Regions from separate parts of the Capsicum annuum genome. Here region 1 is linked to region 2. The links are chromatin contacts, called in public Hi-C maps. All regions are on one chromosome and are shown on one strand. Each heading gives the region's core, a stretch centred on a gene start, on an enhancer-like site or on the middle of the called end of the contact. The rest is flanking DNA. Distances are from core to core; before and after follow the strand shown.

What was found. Hi-C and Micro-C count contacts between places; a contact is called where the count stands out from the background.
Region 1: a Hi-C map of leaf shows a contact between it and region 2, with 2.3 times the contacts expected there. The contact joins the promoter of LOC107863023 here to the promoter of LOC107863022 in region 2. A contact is called at or near these places in 2 of 5 Hi-C or Micro-C datasets (leaf and placenta).

Annotation. Positions count from the first base shown.
Region 1 is chr5:16,126,199-16,129,736 of UCD10Xv1.1, forward strand. It overlaps LOC107863023 (TATA-binding protein-associated factor BTAF1), which reads left to right and starts at 2,084. Exons shown (of 5, transcript XR_007055647.1): 1 at 2,084-2,523.
Region 2 is chr5:15,923,732-15,927,407 of UCD10Xv1.1, forward strand. It overlaps LOC107863022 (disease resistance protein RPP13), which reads left to right and starts at 1,390. Exons shown (of 2, transcript XM_016708774.2): 1 at 1,390-3,676. The coding sequence starts at 1,655.

The sequences.
Region 1 (3,538 bases), core at 834-3,333, 200 kb after region 2:
AATAATTTGTTCAAAATTATAAATAAGTCAATTTCAAATTATTAGTTGTATATAAAATTTTATAAAGAAAACTAACAAATAAGTTTCTCAATTTGCAATTGTCAATCATAAATACATTATTTATTATTGGAAACTTCAAATCAGTCTAAAAATTTAGAAAACCATACCTCTACACAAACTCACTTCAAGAACCTGCAATTTTAATAAAATATATGAATAATATATTCCTGGTGAAAAACATAAGAGAAAATAATAAGACAAACATTAACATCTACTATAAGAGAAAACTTCTTAAACAAAAAAAAATAACTTTGACATAATATATATATATATAGAGCGAGTGGGGGGTGGGTTGGGTGGGGGGGTCTAAACCAAAAAGGGGAATAAAAAAGTCAATAATAAAGATTTCCTACACCTAAAAGAAAGACAAAAACATGATAAAGTTCGAAAGAGAAAGAAAAATATAAAGAAAAAAATATTACTTAGATAACATGAAAAGAATTTTTTTTAAACGAATAAAGCTGAAACAAAAGCCAATTTTTATGAAGTGGCATCTCAATGCACAAAAAGTTGACATGGACAAAAAAAAATAAATTTAAAAACAACTAAAAAACTATACAAATACTAAAAAGAGAAATTGAATCTTTATTTTGAAAATTTAGTATATTTATTTAATTAGCAATATATTCTACTGATTATTTTTTTTCATATATATCAAAAGTCCTTCTATTTCATATATTTTAGGAATCTTAAATTATATCCATATATTTTTAGGAGTAAATAATAAATTGAGAAAAAAAAAAGGTGAAAAAATAATTTTATTTATTGCTCAGACTTTTAATGAAGGGTAAAAAATTCGAATCACTTTTTCACTTTTAATATATTATAGATTATAAATTGTAGATTATAGATAGATATATAAATATAGATTATAGATGTTAGGAAGGGAAATAATTTTTGATTTTTTATGCTTGATTGATTAAAATATTTTGAGAAATATTTTTTTCTTATTAATTTTCTTAGAACTCAGAAAAATGACTTCCATATAGTTCTGATCTTTCAATGAATAATTATTCTGAAAAAAAATTGAGTGTAAATAAAGTAATGATACTATTATTTATCATTCCCAAAATATGAGAACGTCGAGAATAACATTGAATAGATTGGTCTGTGTTCTAAATTAAAATAATACAAAAAATGCTCAATCTATAGTTTTTTTTTGTCAACTTGTAGCACTTTATGATCCTAACAAACTAAATTGCAGTATGTTATTACTTGTGAAGTTTTGATAATTGACAAACTAAATTGCAACATACTATTACTTGTGAAGTTTTGATGATTGACAAGAGGCCATTGAAATAAGTAAGCACAACTGATTCAATGAAAAAATTCTCAGAGTTCAATTTGCAAAAGTACTTCTTGAGAAAAAAAATCACATGTGTAAAAATAAAGAAATAGAAGTTTGTTACTTCAGATAAATGTAAGGACAAGTTATATATGCTGAGATTAGTTATGTTGGGATTAGATGTTCTGAGATTAGTTATCCTCATGTTGTTTTTTAGTGGTTGTTTGGTTTGTTCTAATAAAAATAATATGCATTGCATTATTTTTAAGAATATATTATTTGTTTATAAAAATACCCTTTACTTATTTAGTTTAATTATTTTTATGTGTATTTCTATGATTTTTTATGTGTTTAATTACGTGTCAATATCAGATTCATGCGTATTTATCTAAATATATTTTTCTTATAAGAAAAGATCAACATATATACATATATAAAGAGCTATCTTTTTTTTTTTTCACAATTGTTTTAGTTGCTACTGATATGTCTGCCACAACAGTGGGTGTTAAAGATGGAGACACTACTAAAAACTACCTTATGATAACAAATTTTTTTAGCAATGGTTAACAAAGCGTTGCAATAGATGGTCTATTGCAATGGTTTCAAGTATTATCAAAAATAATTATTCTATTAGATATAATTTAACATTATAATCATTGCTTTTGACCATTGCAATAGCTAAATGAAATAAGCTATAGCATTGCAATAGCTAAATAAAATAAGCTATAGCAAGCTCATTTTATTCCCTCCATTTTCACACACACACAAAAAAAATCATTAAGTCCGTCCAAAAAATAAAAAGAACATTTTAATAAAGCTTTTGGAGCGGCTTCTCTAGCTTAAACCTACTATACAGTACTCTCATTTTGTGGAGACGAACGTGGAGACAATCAATCGATTAGGGCCATGGAGACAATCAATCGATTAGCTTCTCTTCGCTACAATTGCTACAACGACAATTTCTACAATCAATCGCTACAGTCGCCGGTGGTGAGCTGTTTAGACGATCTGGTAGTGAGCTGCCGGTGGTGAGCTCTGTGGGATTTACTGGTGCCGCTTCAAAAATGATTTACTGGTGCCAGGGATATTCAGATTTTTCGCTCTGTGGGATTCAAAATCAATTTTTTGCTTGGTGAATGAGATTGTTGCTATTTGGATCAGAAGGAAATAATTGAACTGTAAGTTTAACTGGCATTTTCGTGATTTAATATGAATTTGATTAAATTGAGTGTTTTTTTTTTTTTTTGTGTTCATTTGTTTGGTATAAGTGTATAATCATGTGATGAATGTTGTTTTGAAATGGATTGAGTTGATAAGATTGATTCAGACCGGTGACTCTGCACGTATTGTTTTGTTTCTACGATTTGTTGCAATTTGGAATTTTTTATGAATTGATGAAATTGAGTGGTTTTTGTGCTTCATTCCGAGTGCTCAAATGTGCTTATAGTGAAGTAAGGATGAGTAAATGAGTGTAATCAGATGATAAATTTGTTTGAAGTGACGAGTTGATGCAATTCAGATCGGCTAGAATCAACTGTAAATTTAATGTGCATTTTTGTGATTTTTTTTCGTGGATAGATGAAATTGAGTTTTTCTTATGCTTAATTCTGAGTATTTAGGTGTGAAGTAAGGATTAACATGAGTGATTTTGTTCATTCGTTGTTGATTTAATTGATCAAATTTGTTGCGATTGGTTAGATTGCCGCTTGAATTTGCTCTCTGTATGTGTATGTGCTGTTTTTTATTAATTTATATGCATTCCTGTAGAAGTGTGTAATCACCCAATCTTAAAGATAAAAAGGAGATGAAATATGGATTGAGTTGATCATTGTCCATTATCAACTCTAAGTTCAACCGCGCATTTTCTAAGTTAGCATTTTCTTATGTTTATTTGTATGGAGTCCAGATGGAGTGTAATGTCCAGATGGAGTCTGTAATGTGCTAATCTACAAACATTAAAAATGCGTGTTTGTGCGTGTAAGGCGTTCTTTCATCAACAGGTTTTGTAAATACAAGAATCTAGTGTTGTTCAAATTCTATTCACTTGTTACCTCGCCCAGCGTAGCTTGTTGTACGTTATGCGGCTAGCTTTACATATTTTGTTTCAGACAACAAATGTGTTCTGTTTGTCTTGTTTTGCATCTGATATCAGTATAGTAGACATACTTTAGCAGGAGAAATATCAGCTCGCTG
Region 2 (3,676 bases), core at 140-2,639:
GAAGATGGACGTTTTACATTTTTGAGTGTGTTGAATGCAACCTATGGAGTGTATGAGTTGAAGTGTGAAAAGGGCTCCAAAGCCGCCCCTATATTGCACTTCATGGGCGCCATTTTATTCATTTAACACTAAGGGGCACTTTTGTCATTTTGTCTATTATGTGTAATAGCCTATATAAAGAACATGTTAGGGTGTTAGCTCATTAGTTATTGAATGTTGATGTAAGAACACAAATAACACCTCTCTTGAGAGAGAGAGCCTCCCTAGGCCAAAACTAGGACATGAGCAAGTGTGGATTCTCTTGTGAATGTGTATTACTTGGAAACGTTGGTGCCTGAGCGGTGGAATCCCTCTTGTGTCTTCGTAAGGGTGTGGTGTTGCTATTGTAAGTTTTAGGAGTCCTTAGATTTAATATATCTTTGGGTTCCTGATCTTGTAATAGTGTATGTCACACTATCTATCTTTACATTTCATGCCTTAGTTTGTGTTGTCTAGTGAACCTGTTGGTTCTTGTTGTGTCTTGTAATCTAGTAACGCTTGATTATTGTTATCCTAGTGTTGTTATTGTCGTTATAATGTTGTTTATCTCTTGTTGTTGTGGCATTTTTTTGGTGTCATTTACACCTTGTTCTTGTTGTTGTTGGACCCGAGATTTTGGTGTTGTTGAGCTCTCGGGTTCCTTCTTGTTTATGGACTATTTTTGTGTAGTTTTTGGTACAATCCGTGGTTTGTATCGTATTAGGAAGGGGGTGAAAGTTTGTAGAAGAAGAAGGGAGGAGGCTGGGGTTCGAAGAAGAAGAAGGGGAGGCAGGGAGAGGGCCGGGGAAGATGGCAAGGGGTTGGTTATTTGAAGAAAATCAAATTGGTGGGTGTTTTGAAGAAGATGAAAGGGGGAAAGGGGGTGTTTTTAGTTATTATTTTTCTTTTATTATATATAACTGAATTATATATAATAATTAACAAATTATTAAAATATCCCATTAGCACTCCTTTTTTTTTAAAAAAATAATTGCTTTATTTTTTTTAATTTTTTGTGCCATGTCAGCCATTAAGGGTAATATAATTCACGTGAAAATTGTTTAGGGAGGTAATAATTGCCTATATGATTAAAGTGCTAAAGTAAATTATGACGACAAATTAAAGGGGATATTTATGCTTATTCTCTTTAAACTATTTCTAATCGTAAAAGTAACACCATATATTCAACCACAAATAATAAAAACAAGTGGACCACGTTGGTTGTTCTCACTTTTATGAGATCTACAACAATAAACATACCAGTGTAAAGAAGTTGATGGGAAGAAGTTTGATGTGTGTACTCAACCTTACCCCTATCTTGAAAAGATAAAAGTAGTTTTTGATAGGTCCTAGCTCAAGTAAAGCACATCAATGCTCAAGTATATGTAAAATAATTACAGTAGTGAAAAATTTATGTTGAAAACAATGGAGAAGAAAAGTAACAATAACAAACAACATGATATAGTAATAGTTAAATGATAGCTAAAAAGAAATAAAAAGAATAGTAGTTAAATGACAGCTAGAACCTTACTAACATTAACTCCCCCTCCTACTTGCTCTGCATCAAGCCTAGTGCAAGTATTGCTGTAACACCACACCCAAGAAGTCATAACAGAAAAAATTCAAACACCTGAAGATGGCTGATGCCTTTGTGTCATTTGCAGTTCAAAAGCTGGGTGATTTTCTCATACAGGAAGTTTACCTGCGTACAAGTCTCAGAGAGGACGTGCAGTGGCTGCGAAATGAGTTGCTATTCATGCAGTATTTCATCAAAGATGCAGAAGAAAAGCAAATTGAAGATCGAAGAGTTCAACAATGGGTGTTTGAGATCAACGCTGTTGCTAATGATGCTGTCGCTATAGTTGAGACCTACAACTTTGAGGCTGGTGAAGGTGATGGATTTGCTAGTCGTCTCAAGGCTTGTGCTTGTATCGGTTGGAAGGAGAACAAATTCTACAAAGCCAGCAAGGAGATCCAATCACTCAAGAGACGAATCATGGAAATCTCTCTCAAACGACACACTTATGGTATTGCAGATAGCAATAATGCAGGAGGAGGGCCAAGTAATCGGCCAACCGATCAGTCTGCCATGTTAAGAACACGGAGGAGAACTACCTCCTATATGGATGATCACATTTTTGTTGGCTTTCAGGATGTTGTAGAAACATTGCTAGCTGAACTTCTCAAAGCAGAGCCTCATCGAAGCGTCATCTCCATTTGTGGTATGGGTGGACTGGGCAAGACCACTCTTGCCAGAAACCTCTACATCAGTCCTAATATAGTCTCTAGCTTCCAAATACGCGCTTGGGTTTGTGTTTCTCAAGAGTACAACACCATGGATCTTCATAGGAAAATCATAGAATCTATCCAAGGACGCACTAAGGAAAATCCAGATTCGGTGGATAAGATTACTGAGTCAGATCTAGAAAGTCACCTTGTCGATCTATTAAAAGAACACAAATATCTTGTGGTGGTTGATGATGTATGGCAGATAGAAGCTTGGGAAAGTCTGAAAAGAGCATTCCCGGATAGTGAGAACGGCAGCCGAGTTATTATTACCACGCGCAACGAGGAAGTCGCTGTAAGAGCAGTCGACAGAGGTTTTGTCCATTTTCTTCGTTTTCTACGCCAAGAAGAAAGTTGGGATCTCTTTTGTAGGAAACTACTTGATGTTCGAGAAATGATCCCAGCAATGGAAAGCCTAGCTAAATATATGGTGGACAAGTGTCAAGGCTTACCTCTTGCAATTGTTGTATTAAGCGGGCTGCTTTCTCATAAAAGGAGGCTAGAAGAATGGAAAAGGGTGAAGGCACACCTTTGGCAGAGCTTTAAATACGACTCTAGTGAAATCTTCCTCATACTATCATTGAGCTACAATGATTTGCCAACTGTGCTCAAACAGTGTTTTCTTTACATTGGTATGTTTCCAGAAGATCAAGAGCTCGAGGCTGAAAACATAATGCAGTTGTGGATGGCTGAGGGTTTCATACCAAGAGGAGAAGAAGGAATCGAGGATGTAGCTGAAGGCTTCTTGAATGAGTTGATAAGTCGAAGTTTGGTTCAAGTGGCAGAAACATTTTGGGAGAAAGTTACTAGATGTAGGGTTCACGATCTAATTCGAGATCTTGCCATAAATAAGGCACTGGAGGCACACGTTTTTGACATTTATGATCCGACAAGACACTCCATATCCTCCTTTTGCCTCAGGCATGCCGTTCATCGTCAAGCACAAAGGTACCTCTCACTTGATCTTTGTAACTTGAAGTTACGGTCAGTTATGTTCTTTGATCCAGAATTTAGTGAGCTGGGTATTATAAACTTCCGTAATGTGTTCCAACATATATATGTGTTGTACTTGGAGGTTCAATCTGGCACTGAACTACCTGATTCCATAGGAAGTTTGTACCATCTCAAGTTCTTAAGATTGAGAGGCATCGATTATCTTCCCTCATCTATTGGCAATCTCAAGAATTTACAGACACTTTGTGTCCTAAATGAATTCGGACGCTTATGCCATCTACCCCCCAAAACAACTAACCTAATAAATTTAAGACGTTTAGTTGCTCCTTATTCAGAACCTCTGAAACATATAAGCAAACTCACGCATCTTCAAGTTCTTCAAGGCATCCATTGTGATCAGTGGAATGATGTTAACCCA